2 separate regions of the Mus musculus genome follow, and region 2 is linked to region 1. A link is a contact called in public promoter capture Hi-C data. All regions are on one chromosome and are shown on one strand. Each heading gives the region's core, a stretch centred on a gene start, on an enhancer-like site or on the middle of the called end of the contact. The rest is flanking DNA. Distances are from core to core; before and after follow the strand shown.

Region 1 (6,934 bases), core at 3,039-5,538:
ACGGAACCTGGAGTTTGGTTAGGCTGGCTGCCAGCAGGCTTTGGGGATCCACCCGTGTCCCTTCCCAACACTGGGACTGCAGGCACACATCTCCATGTGTTCCAGTTCCTGCTGCTTCCCCAGGAAGCATGTTACTAATGGAGCCATCACCCTGCCCTCCCCCTGGAAAGCACGTTAAGTTACAGTCAATGGGGAGAGGACCTGATCTCAGAGCGGACAGCTTCGATTTGCTGGGGGCTCTGACACCTCTCTGATGCCCAGTTTCCTGTTCTGTGATAGAGAATTACAGCATTGGTAGGGAAGTGTCCTGTTCATTTCGGAATCTGTGCATTCTTATACTTTCACCAGGTATAAATGAAGGTGACAATCATTCGAAAACATCAGAAATTCTAAGTCTTTCTATATTTCCTGATGTTAATCAGCAAGCTTATTTTCCCGAGGAGAAAGAAGAAAAAGAAAAACAAACAAGCAAGCAAGCAAACAAAAACCTACAGCTTTTTCCCAGTCTCTGCCCGCCCTCATTCTGCTGTGTCCAGGCAAAGGATTATTGTTATTTTTTTCTTTTCGCTGTCTCTGTATGTTATTAAATACATGCCAAATTCAAATTGGCATTTCTAAAAGCAGAAAGAAAAAGAAAAGAAAGAAGGGGGAGGAAGGAAAAAAAAAGGTTCAGAAATGCAGACTCTGAGATATAAGACCTTTATGCAAACATAAAATATTAATACACTGAAAAACTCAAAATGCTTCAGTCCCCAGGGGAGAAAATAGCTTGTTTTTAGATGCTCAACCCAGGGCCTACTGTTGTAAGACTGCAAACGCTAGGCAGTGGAGTCTAAGTGTCCCTTTCTGTGTGACAGCAGGAAGCTAGGTCATTTGGAGCAGGCAGGGAATGAGCAGCTTTTCCCACGTTTGTACAGAACTAGCTCCCATCTCATGGCCCCAAGGTAAAGCTAATTATAACATATGGAGGACTCGGCCACTGAGCGAGCGCTACAGGCCTCTGGTTACTGTGACAACCATAAACCTTCATCTGCTCTCCCTTGTCACCATTTTTATTTATGTTGCCAAATTACACTCCTCGAAACACTGTGGCAATTTGCTCTCCCAAAAAGTAGAGGAATGAAGAACCCACAACCGGAATACAGGTCATTATTTTTTTCCTCCAAGTAGAGAACATGGAACAGAACTAAAGAAAACGGAAAATGCTCATCTTCCATGAGCAGTCAGGGAGCAGGATTCGATCTCTTTCCTAAAGCCTTATTTTAAATGACAGTATAATACTTTGTTTCGTGGATATGCTTAAACCAAAAAACCCCCACAATTCTCTACTGCTGAGAACTAAGTTCTTTCAGAACTAAATCCTTTAGTTCTTCATAAGCTTCTAAAAGGGAAAGAGTTTGGGATGTTGGTTCTGCAAAAAACGATTGCTAATGTGCGGACAAAGGTCCCCTTCCAGAAAGGCTATGGCACCTCCTGTTGGGGGAGAGCTGCCTAGGATATCTGGTAGTGAGGGCCTGAGAGTATAGTGTGACAAGAAGAGAGGTTTTCTAGGGCCAGACATTGGAATGCAAGGAGCCCAAGGCCATGACATTCACTGGGTGCATTCTTTTACTGCAAATATTTATATGTGTTTCTTTTTCCGCTAAAGGCAGCTTGGAATTTCTATTCAACCAAATCCATCCACCCTTTCCTTCTTAGAATATTTTTCCTGTCCCCTGCACTACTCTGTCCTTCCTTCCAGCATACTCTGTGGTCAGTGAGATATTCAAAGTGCTTTCCTCCCTGTTCCTTTTCTTGGCTCCTTTCTGCTTTTTCCCTGCTTCTCTCTCTCTCTCTCTCTCTCTCTCTCTCTCTCTCTCTCTCTCTCTCTCTCTCTCTCTCTCTTTTTCTCTCCCCCTCTTATTTTTTAATAGTAATTACAAAACCAATTCACTGACTAATACCTAATATCTGGCTCTGGAAAGCCTCATTTTTCTCTGGGCAGAATGGTTGTGTCCTTGTAAAACTCTCCCTCACAAGCCTGACCACAAGCGTATTATAGGTGGGGGCTCTGGGAGGTGACTAGATACCACTGTGCTTTCACGAATGGGCTGCTGCCCCCATTGATCAGACTTGGGAGCTTTGTGCCCTTTCATTTAGTAGGAAGGATCAACGAAGTGCTGCACAGGAGGAAATGCCCCCCAAATCTCCTGGTGCCTTGATGTTGACTTCATGTCTGTCGGGTTTCTGAACAAGAAATATCTATGATTTATAGTTTGCTCAGGGTGATGGATTTTTTTTTTCTAACAGCTTGAGATGAACAATATGTATCCTCTAAGGCAACAGTTCCTACACATGAATTTATTTTTACTCCCCATTCTGCCACACCAATTTCTACCTATAATCTGCACTGATACCAGATAGAGCTAGGGTTTGGAAACACGGCTTATTTGTGTTTTTTAATCTTACATCAAGCTTCCATTCTCTAACTTGTTTTCATCATCTTCAGTCATTTAGTGTTTGTGAGTATAAGGAGCAAGTGTAGTTTAAAAGCCATTAGGACTCCTGGGTAATTATATTAATTTGTAGATTGCCTAGAAAAGACATATAATTTTTCCAAGACTAATCCATTGCACCTAAGCACATAATGCGCCTCCTCATTTATTAACACCATCTTTTAGTAAATGCATCTAGAAAGAGTACTTTATTGTGTTAAATAGATTTTATTTATAAAAGTGGCATTTTTAAAATTTATTTTTCAAATCTTGTCTTTCTAGTGCTACTCCTCATCATATCCCTCTTTGTAGATATGCAGCCATTTATACAGCAACGAGGAAGACTCACTTTGACTTTGGCATAGTTTTTATAATTAGCTTGATGAAGTATTTTATCTCTTAAAATAATTTCTCAGTTGATTTCTTAGGGATGTTCGGCCATATCTCACATCCTTTGTTTCAGAGTGTTTTCAGCTGAGAATTCTGACATTCCAAATAAGAACTAGCTGGGTTTCTATGCACATAAGTTTTTTTTAGCATGGTAAGAAGATATCCTTCTGTTTATAGTTTATGGAGAAATATTTTAAAATTGTAAATGGCTGTTGAATTTTATCAAAAGAATTTTTGCCGTCTTTCAAAAGGAGGTATGTGGTCTGTCCGCTTTGATTCACTGATGTGATGAAAATAGTAATGTATTAAATAATAGTGAACCATCATTGGAGTTCAGATGTTTGCATCCATGTTCATAAATAATGCATACTTCTTGAATGCTGGGGACAAGTTAAAATGCCTTTTGTTCCTATTATATTAATTGAAAGGAAAACAAGTTATCAAGTTATTCAATCATATCATGTATGATCTTGTTTTCTCTTTCACCAAACTTATACCAACACAGACTGGTATAAATGTAGGGAAGCAGAGGAAAAGGATGGAATAAGACCACAAATCAAGCATTAGTGTTGCCTCCCCAGGAGGTAGGAAAGAACTGCAAAGGAGGAGGTCTGTGTTCATGAGCTTTATATGCTGCTATATGGTTTTAATTGAAGCAGTATGTGATTGTTTCTGGTACCACTGAGCCCAAAGACCCTGCTTCTTTCAAAAGAAGAAAATTAAATAATACACTCATAATTTCATTTTTCCCTAGTAGAGCCCTTCAAATAAGTTATATTCTGTTCTCTTTCCCTTGGCCAAGAAAATATCTTAAATAAAACTCCTCTATAATATAAACCTCTGAGATATGAGGTATCCCCATATTTACAACACACAGGAGATAAGAAGGGCTAAGAGGAGGTAGGGAGAGAAGAAGGAGGAAAACGGGGTGGGGGTGGGGCAGGAGGAGGGTGCTTTCTCTGTCTCCAGCAAAGGTTATTTATTAGCAGCAGTTACACTCAAAATATTCCACCTCGAATCTACTTTCTGCCATCCTGTGCCATGTTGATTGTCTTGTTGGGTGTCTCCAAGACATAAGCTATGCTTTGTTTGTGTTAACTTTTCTGTCTTGAATCTTTGTGTTCTGTTTGCCTCTAACACTGTCCAGTGGTCTTTTAATCTAGTAGTATCATTCAGGCAAGCTTGGTGGGTGAGGGCTGACAGCTCAGCCTCTTTTGCCTTCAGAACACACAGAGAAGAAAAACTATATTTACTCACGTGACGAGAACTCAGTTATAACCATTTTTTGTAGTCCTTGAGTTACTTCCTCTGTTCTCTAAGGAAGGAGGGGTAACTCTAAAACATGAGAGGTTCTCATTTTCCCCCTCTCTGTACTCACTACTAGCTCTCTCCTACCCCTCAATTCTCAGACCTTCCAGAGAGACCGCCATTAATTGCTCTGACCTCACAGTATCCCTCATTTGTCCCCCAGAGCACTGCCTTAGATCAGTAGATCACTTTAAATGGTTTCACATCTGGGATTCGTCACACGCTTACGGTAACTATGACCATGTGTAGAGTCACACAGCAGGATTTAGGAGACACTCAGTCAGAAAAACCATCCCTACTAAGAACACCATCTGGAGAAAATTAAGAGAAGATACTTTCCATTGAGAATCTTTAGGAACATATTTATGATGTCGGCAGACAGACATTAGCACACAGCAGAAGTGGGCGTCCTTCTTCTTTGGGATACTAAGGAAGAGAGATAATTTATCAGAAGATTTCCTAATTAATTATGCACCATAAATACCTGACAAGTTCATGAATAAACAAGGAATTTTCTGAGGAAAGTCTTATTTAGTGACTGGCGTCATCTCCAATCAAAATGTCTCTGTGGCCTTCTCTTGGGACCATGTGTGTGAACAAATACAGATTCTATAAAAGGGAGAGAGGAAGTGGGCTGTGTTTTCCTCAGTTGGGTTATTGAACATCTCCAGCAATTTTTCCAAAGCTTGGGTTTGCCAAAAGCCAAAGTTGGCTTTACCAAGCATTTTTCTCTTAATTTTTAAATCCAAGTGTATTAAAGAGAATTTAATCCATATGTTTACAATTCATTTACACTTAACTCATCAAAATATTGTTTGGTTAGAGTCATTTGGCCCTTGACTTGAGAACTAGCGACACATGGATATATACACATAGGCAGAACACTTAAGCACTCATAGACCTTGGTCCTTTACATTGGAGTAACATCTTCAGGGAACTCTGAACTCATACCTAAGTTGCTGTCTTGGTAAGTCATGGCTACTTAACTATACCTATCCATCTAATTGCATGCAAACTGCCTTTAAAGTTATTGTGCAATTATGAAGTATGTGCTGCTTCTGAGTCTATTTGGAATTAACCGTTTCAGAGTTACCATGTTAACCTCTTCCACTGCCACTACCCTGGATATGGATGGATGATTCTTTTAAGGATATGATGCTAGGATGTTTGGTTTTATGTTTCTTCAGTTCAATATAGTACACCACCACCACCACCACCACCACCACCACCACCATCATCATCATCATCATCTTTTTTGTGGTATTGTGGATGAAACCCAGAGGCTTGCCCACTCTATGCAACTATTCTGTTGTACTGTGGGCCTGCCTCTCTTCCACGGGGGCAGGGGTACACAGGCAACTCTGGCATGTCACATAAAGGAGGCAGGGCAAAGTCCAGAATGGGGAGTCCATAGCCATGGGGGCATTAGATGCCGCTATATGCTGGACTGGAAGGGGAAACAGTGGGGTCTAGGATGAAAGCTGTGGTTCCTGGTCTCCTTTCTGAATACCCATACGCCACCTGTATACTGTGGGCAGAGGAAATCAGGGTTGACAGTTCAATACCAGACAGGAGGGGCAAGGTGGAACCCAGAACGAACCCCATCTAGCCCTATTGGGAAACAGTGCTGAGTATGAGGGGCCTGGAAAAGAGAAAACCTTCAGGAGTCTTAGGCTTGGCCCCTTCTGGCGAAGGCTTTCTCCATGGCAGTCTTTAATGGACCAGCCCTCTGAGACAATCCTTGCTTGTTCATATTGTTTTATTGAGGGTGAATGTGGGTGCAGACACTTTATTCAGGGTGAACCAGGAATTATATACCACCAGGGGCTAGGAAAGCCCAGGCAGGGAAGGTCATTTGTTGAAGGCCTAGAGTACCGAAATGCCTCCTTAGAATGTGGTAGCATTTCAGGAATCTCAGGTACTAGAATAACGGGTTCTTTTTATTATTATTATTAGATATTTTCTTCATTTACATTTCAAATGCTATCCTGAAAGTCCCCTATACACTCCCCCGCCCTGCTCCCCAACCCACCCACTCCCGCTTCCTGGCCCTGACATTCCCCTGTACTGGGGCATATGATCTTCTCAAGACCAAGGGCCTCTCCTCCCATTGATGGCCGACTAGGCCATCTTCTGCTACATATGTAACTAGAAACAGTTCTGGGGGGTACTGGTTAGTTCATATCATTGATCTTCCTATAGAGTTGCCCCTTGTTTTAGCTCCTTGGGTACTTTCTCTAGCTCCTTATTATGAGAAAGGAAGTTGAACCTGTAATCTTAACCAAGGCCACATGACATTTTGCAGATAGAGGTGTGGGAAGTTTTGAACTCCCCAGACAAGGTCGGAGAAGGAGAAACCCTGCCGATGAAGGGAATCATCCATACAGTGCCCAGCCCCAGAAGGCTAACTGGTCAGTGCCCAGCCCCAGAAGGCTAACTATCTGGTCAATGACAGATTTGGTCTTACTTAGCAGAGTTTTCTCACAGTACTCTATCAATGAGTTACGTCCCCAATTTGCATTTAACTTTTTAAGAGTGAACTGTATTAGTTCTGAGGAAGCCAGTGGTGCTGCTGTTTTTGGACAAATTTGGCATCAACAACTCAATGATGCAACTGAGGAGAGACGCGGGATGGATAGGATCATACAGAGTTCAGGAAGGCTCTGATGTAAAGGTTTGCTTTTCCCAATACATGAGCATGAAAGGGGGTTAACTGGTAGACCCAGATCATGGAAAGCATCTCAGAGGAGATTTTGCAATTA
Region 2 (6,091 bases), core at 1,015-3,514, 590 kb after region 1:
AATTAACTAACACACACTCATATGCACACACACTAACCATTAAGAAAAAGACATGATTTTGACATAGAGCAAGGGGATTGGTACATGGGAGGAAGGCAAGGGAAGGGGAAATTATAGCTATATTTTTAATTTAAAAACTAAAAAAAAAATTTTTTTAAGTTATAAAGCAATCTGAGTGTCAGTGATGCTCTCTCTGCTTCCTGACTGTGTACCCAGTGTGTTCACACTCAGTGTGTCCAGTTACCTCAAGCTCCTGCTGTCATGCCGGCCCTGCCATGTAGTACTGCACCCGGGAATTGTGAATCAAACCTTCCTTCCCTACGTTGTAGAGCAGAGACTCTGACCCTCAGAACCATCTCGACAGCCCTTTGTGTAATCTTTGCCAACAGCCTCTGCATTCTAAGCATAAATGAACCATCATATTTACATGGCCCCAAGCAGAGAAGTCGTCAACAATGCGTCATACCTCCACATGACGCACTTCAGGTGAACTCTTAAGTGTCCTTTTAAATAACAGGGCTTCCAGGGTCATGTGAATTTCTCAATACTAGAGAACAACTTTTAACAAAATCAGCAGGCTTGCTGGAAATTACAAGGGGGCTAAAGGGCAAGAAATGTCCTTGGAACCATGGAAAAAGAAAAGTATACTGATCCTATTTTCTGACACTATAACCCTAAGCAAGAAACTGCTATTTTCATATTTGCCATGATAGATTCATTCCATTTTCCTGTTCCCCTAAACAAGCTTTAAAACAAAAAGAAACCCAGTCTTTTTAAAAGAGATTTTAGAATGCATTAAAATCACCAGAGCAAAGTTCCAGGAACTTTAAGCAACCTGGACTTCATAGCTTCTTTCCAAGATTTATGTTAGTGTGTGTCTGTGTGTGCATGGGTGCATATGTGTGTGTGTGTATGTATGTTTGCACACACGCATATGTCGAGGTTATTAAGAGTGTGTTACAGGTCCCCTAAAGCTGATGTTACAGGTGGGTGTGAACCACCTGATGGATTCTTCACTGGTGTCATCTCCCAAGCCCCAAGACGGTACAGAGTTGTCATTCAAGCGTCTAGAAGTTGAGAGAACGTCTTGGCCCTTTTAAGGACACTAAAGGAGGTCTAATTAAGAAGCACAGTGTTTTCCCCAAGTTCTATCTTGCTGAGCCTCTGTAATTATCTCAGCTTTACATGTAGAAACTGGACAAAGCCTGAACGCAGCAGTAGGACTTGAAATCACACCCCACACTACAGAAGACATGCTACACTTCGGAGTGGTCTTCCTAACTATTCATTTCTCAAACTTTTCCTAACAGTACATACACACTCGCATTTTTCGTTTTCTAAAGAACTCTAAACAGTACAGGGGCTTAACGAAGCATGCCATACCTTGGACCTGGCCCCTTAAGTTCCTTTAGCTGTCTTTCTGAATACAAAATCTTGGTTAGGGCAATTGTTCGGTCCTATCCAATCTGCTCAGGCATGCTTCCGAGTACTTATGTTCCTAGGTCCACATTTATGGATTTCGGAGTTTTACACCCAGTTGTGAGAGAGAACACATGTAACCTCACAAGCTAAATAGTCAAGTTAGTAAGAAGCAAAGCCTTTCCGTTCAGAAGACACACTGGCTTCATCCACTTCGAGGGCCTGAAAGCAGGAAAGAGCACCCTGGTGGACCAAGAAGCCAGACCCTAGCCTAGGGGAGCATCCTGTCTGTGTCCAGCCAGCAGGGCTTGCGATCTGGACAAGGAAGGGGCTTCCCCTTTCCTCGGGCTACTCCTGCACCCCGGCATCCCCCACCCTCTGCCTCCGTGCACGCTCTTTCCCAGAGAAGGTGTCCTGGACCGAAGGCCTCTGCAAGCTCAGGCATTGGGCAGGTCTGCCCTGACACTCAGGCTCCCCAGCAGGAAGGAGCGCGTCCCTCAGCGCTGCCCGCAGCCCCAACACACTCGGCTGGAGGCCGCGTCCGGGGCGGATGGTGAGCGTGCTGGCCGGCGCCGAGCCCAGGCGCGGCCCGCGGGGACACCCGGGACACTCTGACGTGAAGGTCACCCCGGGGAGGCCGGGTCCCGAGATGCCCGCTCACCATTCGCGCGACGTTCGGAGCACACCGCGGGAGGGTGGTCGCTTCCCCAGACACTGCAGCACCGGCGGACGGAACCCGCAGGAGGCGACGCGAGCGCGCGAGGAGACGGAGTGCGCGGTACATGGTGCTGCTGTACGGGGGTGGAAAGCTGAGCCTGAGCCACGCCCCCTAATACGTCAGATTCCGGCCACGCTCGTAACCAATCAAACGCCTCTTCCTGAGCATGTAGGACGGGACTAACCATGACTGGCCAATAATAACTAATGGGGCGGGTTGCCTTCCCTGGGCCTGTAGTATGGCTGTTTGAAGTCCTCGGGTTCACGGGAAACTAGTGCGGAAGGAATCATGGGAAAAGACAAGAGGCGGGAGGTCAGATCTTCCGACAATACTTCAAATGTGGCTGCTAGGAGGCAGGAAACTGGCTGAAGATGCCTGTAGTACTAGGTCCGTGAGACAGCCTAGAAAGAACATGTTATCAAGTTAATATTTATCCTGCAACCACCCATGACGTGCAGCTGTATGAATCCGTGTCTCAAATACTTATCTTCCTAGAAAGTGCCTCAAATTTTAAACAAGGAAGTAGTAATCAATTATCCCACAATGCTCCTAGTTGTCATTTTGGAGTCAATTTTCCTGTCATTTTTTTAAAAGATTTATTTTATGTCTATGAGTACATTGTAGCAGACTTCAGACTCACCAGAAGAGGGCATCAGATCCCTCTTATTGTGATGGTTGTGAGCCACCCTGTGGTTGCTGAGAATTGAACTCAGGACACCTGGGAGAGCAGTCACTGCTCTTTACCACTGGGTCATCTCTCCAGCCTTTTCCTCTGTCTTTTAACATGTCCTCTGATAACATTTATAATGTGTCCACATTCCTTGGGATTTTTCATCTCTGATTTTCTTTGTGGTTACAGGCTAGGGAAAACATTGCTTAAATGATGCCAATGGAAAAAGAGTAACTGATAAAAAAAATTGTGTCTCTTCTTTTAATTTTCTAATGCAGAATCAGAAGACAGTTAAAGAGGAAGTTCTTCAGGAAATGAGAGGCTTCAATTTATAGCCTCAGCACTCTAGATGCCACGGTAGGGAGGAGTTGAATTCAAGAATAACCTTGGCTTCATAGTGAGCCTGACACAAATGCACTGTTGACCTGCAATCTTCACACTTGAGAAGTGCAGGTAGGAAGAATAGTAGTTCAAGGCCATCCTTGGCTACACAGGGAGTCTGAAGCCAGTGTGGGATACAGGCCACCCTGTCTCAAAATAACACAAATGAAATAAAATAAGTAAGAATAAGACTAATAGCTGAGCTAAATCAATTAAACCAGTACCGGTGGGTTTTCAGACCTCAGTATCTAGTTCTTCCCTCTCTCAACTAATGGCTGAGAAATTTTTAGAGTAGTTGGTGAAAGGTAGAACCAAATTTTCTTTAAAAGTTAGGTTAAGGGGAAAAAGACAAAGCAGTAAGATAAAGTACAATCATATAAAGCAGTGTATCTTCTGCCCGAAATGTTACACTTTTGCCATTAAAGAGCAGCCACAAGAGTGTGGTGAGTATGTGTGTATGTGAGTGTGTGTGGGTGTGTGTGAGTGTGTGTGTGAATATGTGTGTGTGTGTGAGTGTGCGTGTGAGTGTTTGTGTGCATGTGTGAGTGTGTGTGTGTGAGTGTGTGTGAGTGAGTGTGTGTGCGTGTGTGAGTGCGTGTGTGTGAGTGTGTGAGTGTTTGAGTGTATGTGAGTGTGTGTGTGCGTGTGTGAGTGCGTGTGTGAGTGTGTGTGTGAGTGTTTGAGTGTGTGTGTGAGTGTGTGTGTGAGTGTGTGTGAGTGTTTGAGTGTGAGTGTGTGTGAGTGTGTGTGTGTGTGTGTGTGTGTGTGTGTGTGTGTGAGTGTGTGTGTAGGGGGATCTCCTGGGTTCCAGCTGAATGAAAAAAACAACTGAAATGAAAGGAGGAGGACATGACTACTCCTAAAGTAAGGAGAGGATTTTTATGGTAGATACAAGGGAGAAAGCAGAGAGAGGAAAGAGGCCAAGCTGAACAAGGCAGGCAGAGGAAACCAGGCCATGGGAGGAAAGGGGGCAGGGGATGGGATGGGGGCAAGAAAGGAGCTACTGACAAAGACAAGACAGGTAATCAAGCCAATAAATAGGCTAAGAGAATGATGTAGCCAAAATGGCTGACTTACATAGGGAAAAGAGCTGTGCAGGTGGAAGCCCAGCTCTCAGAAGTTTAGAGGAGGGAAAGGGTTGAAAAGTGCTGGGAGGAGCCCCAGATATTGCTTTGATATGTTAATGACAGCTCAGCCATTTCTCTGAGTTTCTGAGACCTAAGGCCTGTCTTCTGCTTAGTTTATAAGTAATCATGAGTCCTTTGTTTCCATTCTCTACTCTCCTACCACAAAGCAACACAAACACTTACCATTTGCTTTGTCTGTACTCTTAACGAAATAGAAGATTCATTTCTAAACTTGAGTGCCACGTTCTCCCGCCCCTTCCCAGAGGCGCTTATTTTCTTCAAAAGTGTCCTTCCCCGTCCACCCTTGTTTGTTGCTTCAGTCACTAACAGGCAAACAATTGCTTTACAACTTCATTTCAGTCCTGGTGTGATGGTGCACCACCTTAGTCTGCACACCAGAGAGGCACAGGCACGTAGATTTCTGTGCATTAAAGACTAGTGCAGGTCTACATGGTCAGCTCCAGGAGAACCAGGGCTACAAAATGAGACCCTGTCTCAAAACAAACAAACAAAAAGTCATTTTAAAGCCTACTGCTATAATTTAATTCAGTGCTGGAAATGGTCTTAAATAAAAAGTAGCTATGATCTTTTTTATAGACTTAATAGTATTCTGTTTCATGAATTTAAAAAATGATTTACTCTTTTTGTTGTGATTTTGGTTTGGGGTTTTCTGCCACAGTACACAGATAGAGGACACTTTGTGGGAACTGGTTCTCTCCTTGCAGTACGGGGATGCAGAATATGAAGCTTTCAGGACTATTGACGAGAACACTTACCTGCTGAGGGTCTCCAGGATCCAAGGATGTCTATTGATATTGCTGTTTTTTATCTTAAATTCCTTTGAACATTGGTACCTCTACAAGTTTCAGTTATTACTCATCCAATTAGAGTTATCATTTTATTTTTCATTGGTTTCATTTCTGTTTCAAGCACATATCCAGTTCCTACCCCTAATTTAACTTTTTGAAATTTTGCATGATGGATTTTATATGTGTAGATTCATATCTTTCAACAATCTCCTAAGACACATAAAATATTCCAGAAAAATTTCTTTTTCTTTCTTCTTGTGATTTTTATTTCATTGAAATACCATGTAACCCAGGCTGGCTGTAAACTCACAGTCCTATTGCTTCAATGTTTCCAGGGCTGGGATTGCAGAAGTGGGTCATTTAAATGTATTAATTAATTCATTAAACACTAAAAGCAACCTTATTAGGTAGTACCCACTATAATCCCTTTTGCAAAGAGAACATTGATGTCTAAGAACTCCCAACTATTAATGTATATTTGCCTTCTAGTAAATCAATGAAAGTAATTTTATACTTGTAACAGCAATATAAAGTTGCATTTTGGCTAAATAAAATGTCTACCAATCAGGATCAAAAGGTGAATCGTATAAGGAATGTGGAATAGGAGTAGCCAAAATGTGAAAAACATTGGCTTAGCTCACCATTGTCAATAATGAACATGAATTTAAAGCCTTTTTTCTTACAGTTGACACTGTACATCTTTATTTTAGGATGCAACCTTCTATCTAAAATAAAATCGTGGTTTTGCTTTGCTTAGAGTTGTATTTCTTTAAACTAGGGACTGACCTGATAATAGGAACCTGCTTTGTTCTTGTTGATGCCTGATGATTTTGTTTGTTTTTTATTTATTTGCACTCTGTTCTTTAGGGGATGTGACCTTTGTCCTACTTTAAGAGACAAGTATAACCTTAATCTAACGGTTTTCTCTTCTGCTCTAAAGCTCAACCCCCAGCTGACAGAACTGATA

What was found. Promoter capture Hi-C pulls out the DNA fragments that hold promoters and counts their contacts.
Region 2: a contact with region 1 is called in a promoter capture Hi-C map of second pharyngeal arch cranial neural crest, with 6 times the contacts expected there. The contact joins the promoter of Fh1 here to the enhancer-like site in region 1. A contact is called at or near these places in 14 of 39 promoter capture datasets (the 3T3-L1 cell line, 3T3-L1-derived adipocytes, cranial neural crest and 8 more), 12 of 484 Hi-C or Micro-C datasets (the AtT-20 cell line, the N1E-115 cell line, adipose-derived mesenchymal stem cells and 8 more), 10 of 115 datasets of contacts at active chromatin or transcription factors (astrocytes, cardiomyocytes, embryonic basal ganglia and 6 more) and 3 of 9 other capture datasets (adipose tissue, embryonic stem cells and pancreatic islet).

Annotation. Positions count from the first base shown.
Region 1 is chr1:175,031,308-175,038,241 of GRCm38.p6, forward strand. No RefSeq gene overlaps it. Among named protein-coding and RNA genes, the nearest start is that of Grem2, 110 kb to the left of the region's middle. Within about 2 kb of position 4,289, at least 9 of the 459 cell types and tissues checked have an H3K27ac peak or open chromatin away from gene starts, as enhancers often do. A contact at or near this core is called in neural tube and second pharyngeal arch cranial neural crest, where this site is marked.
Region 2 is chr1:175,623,371-175,629,461 of GRCm38.p6, forward strand. It overlaps Fh1 (fumarate hydratase 1), which reads right to left and starts at 2,265. Exons shown (of 10, transcript NM_010209.2): 1 at 2,081-2,265. The coding sequence starts at 2,203.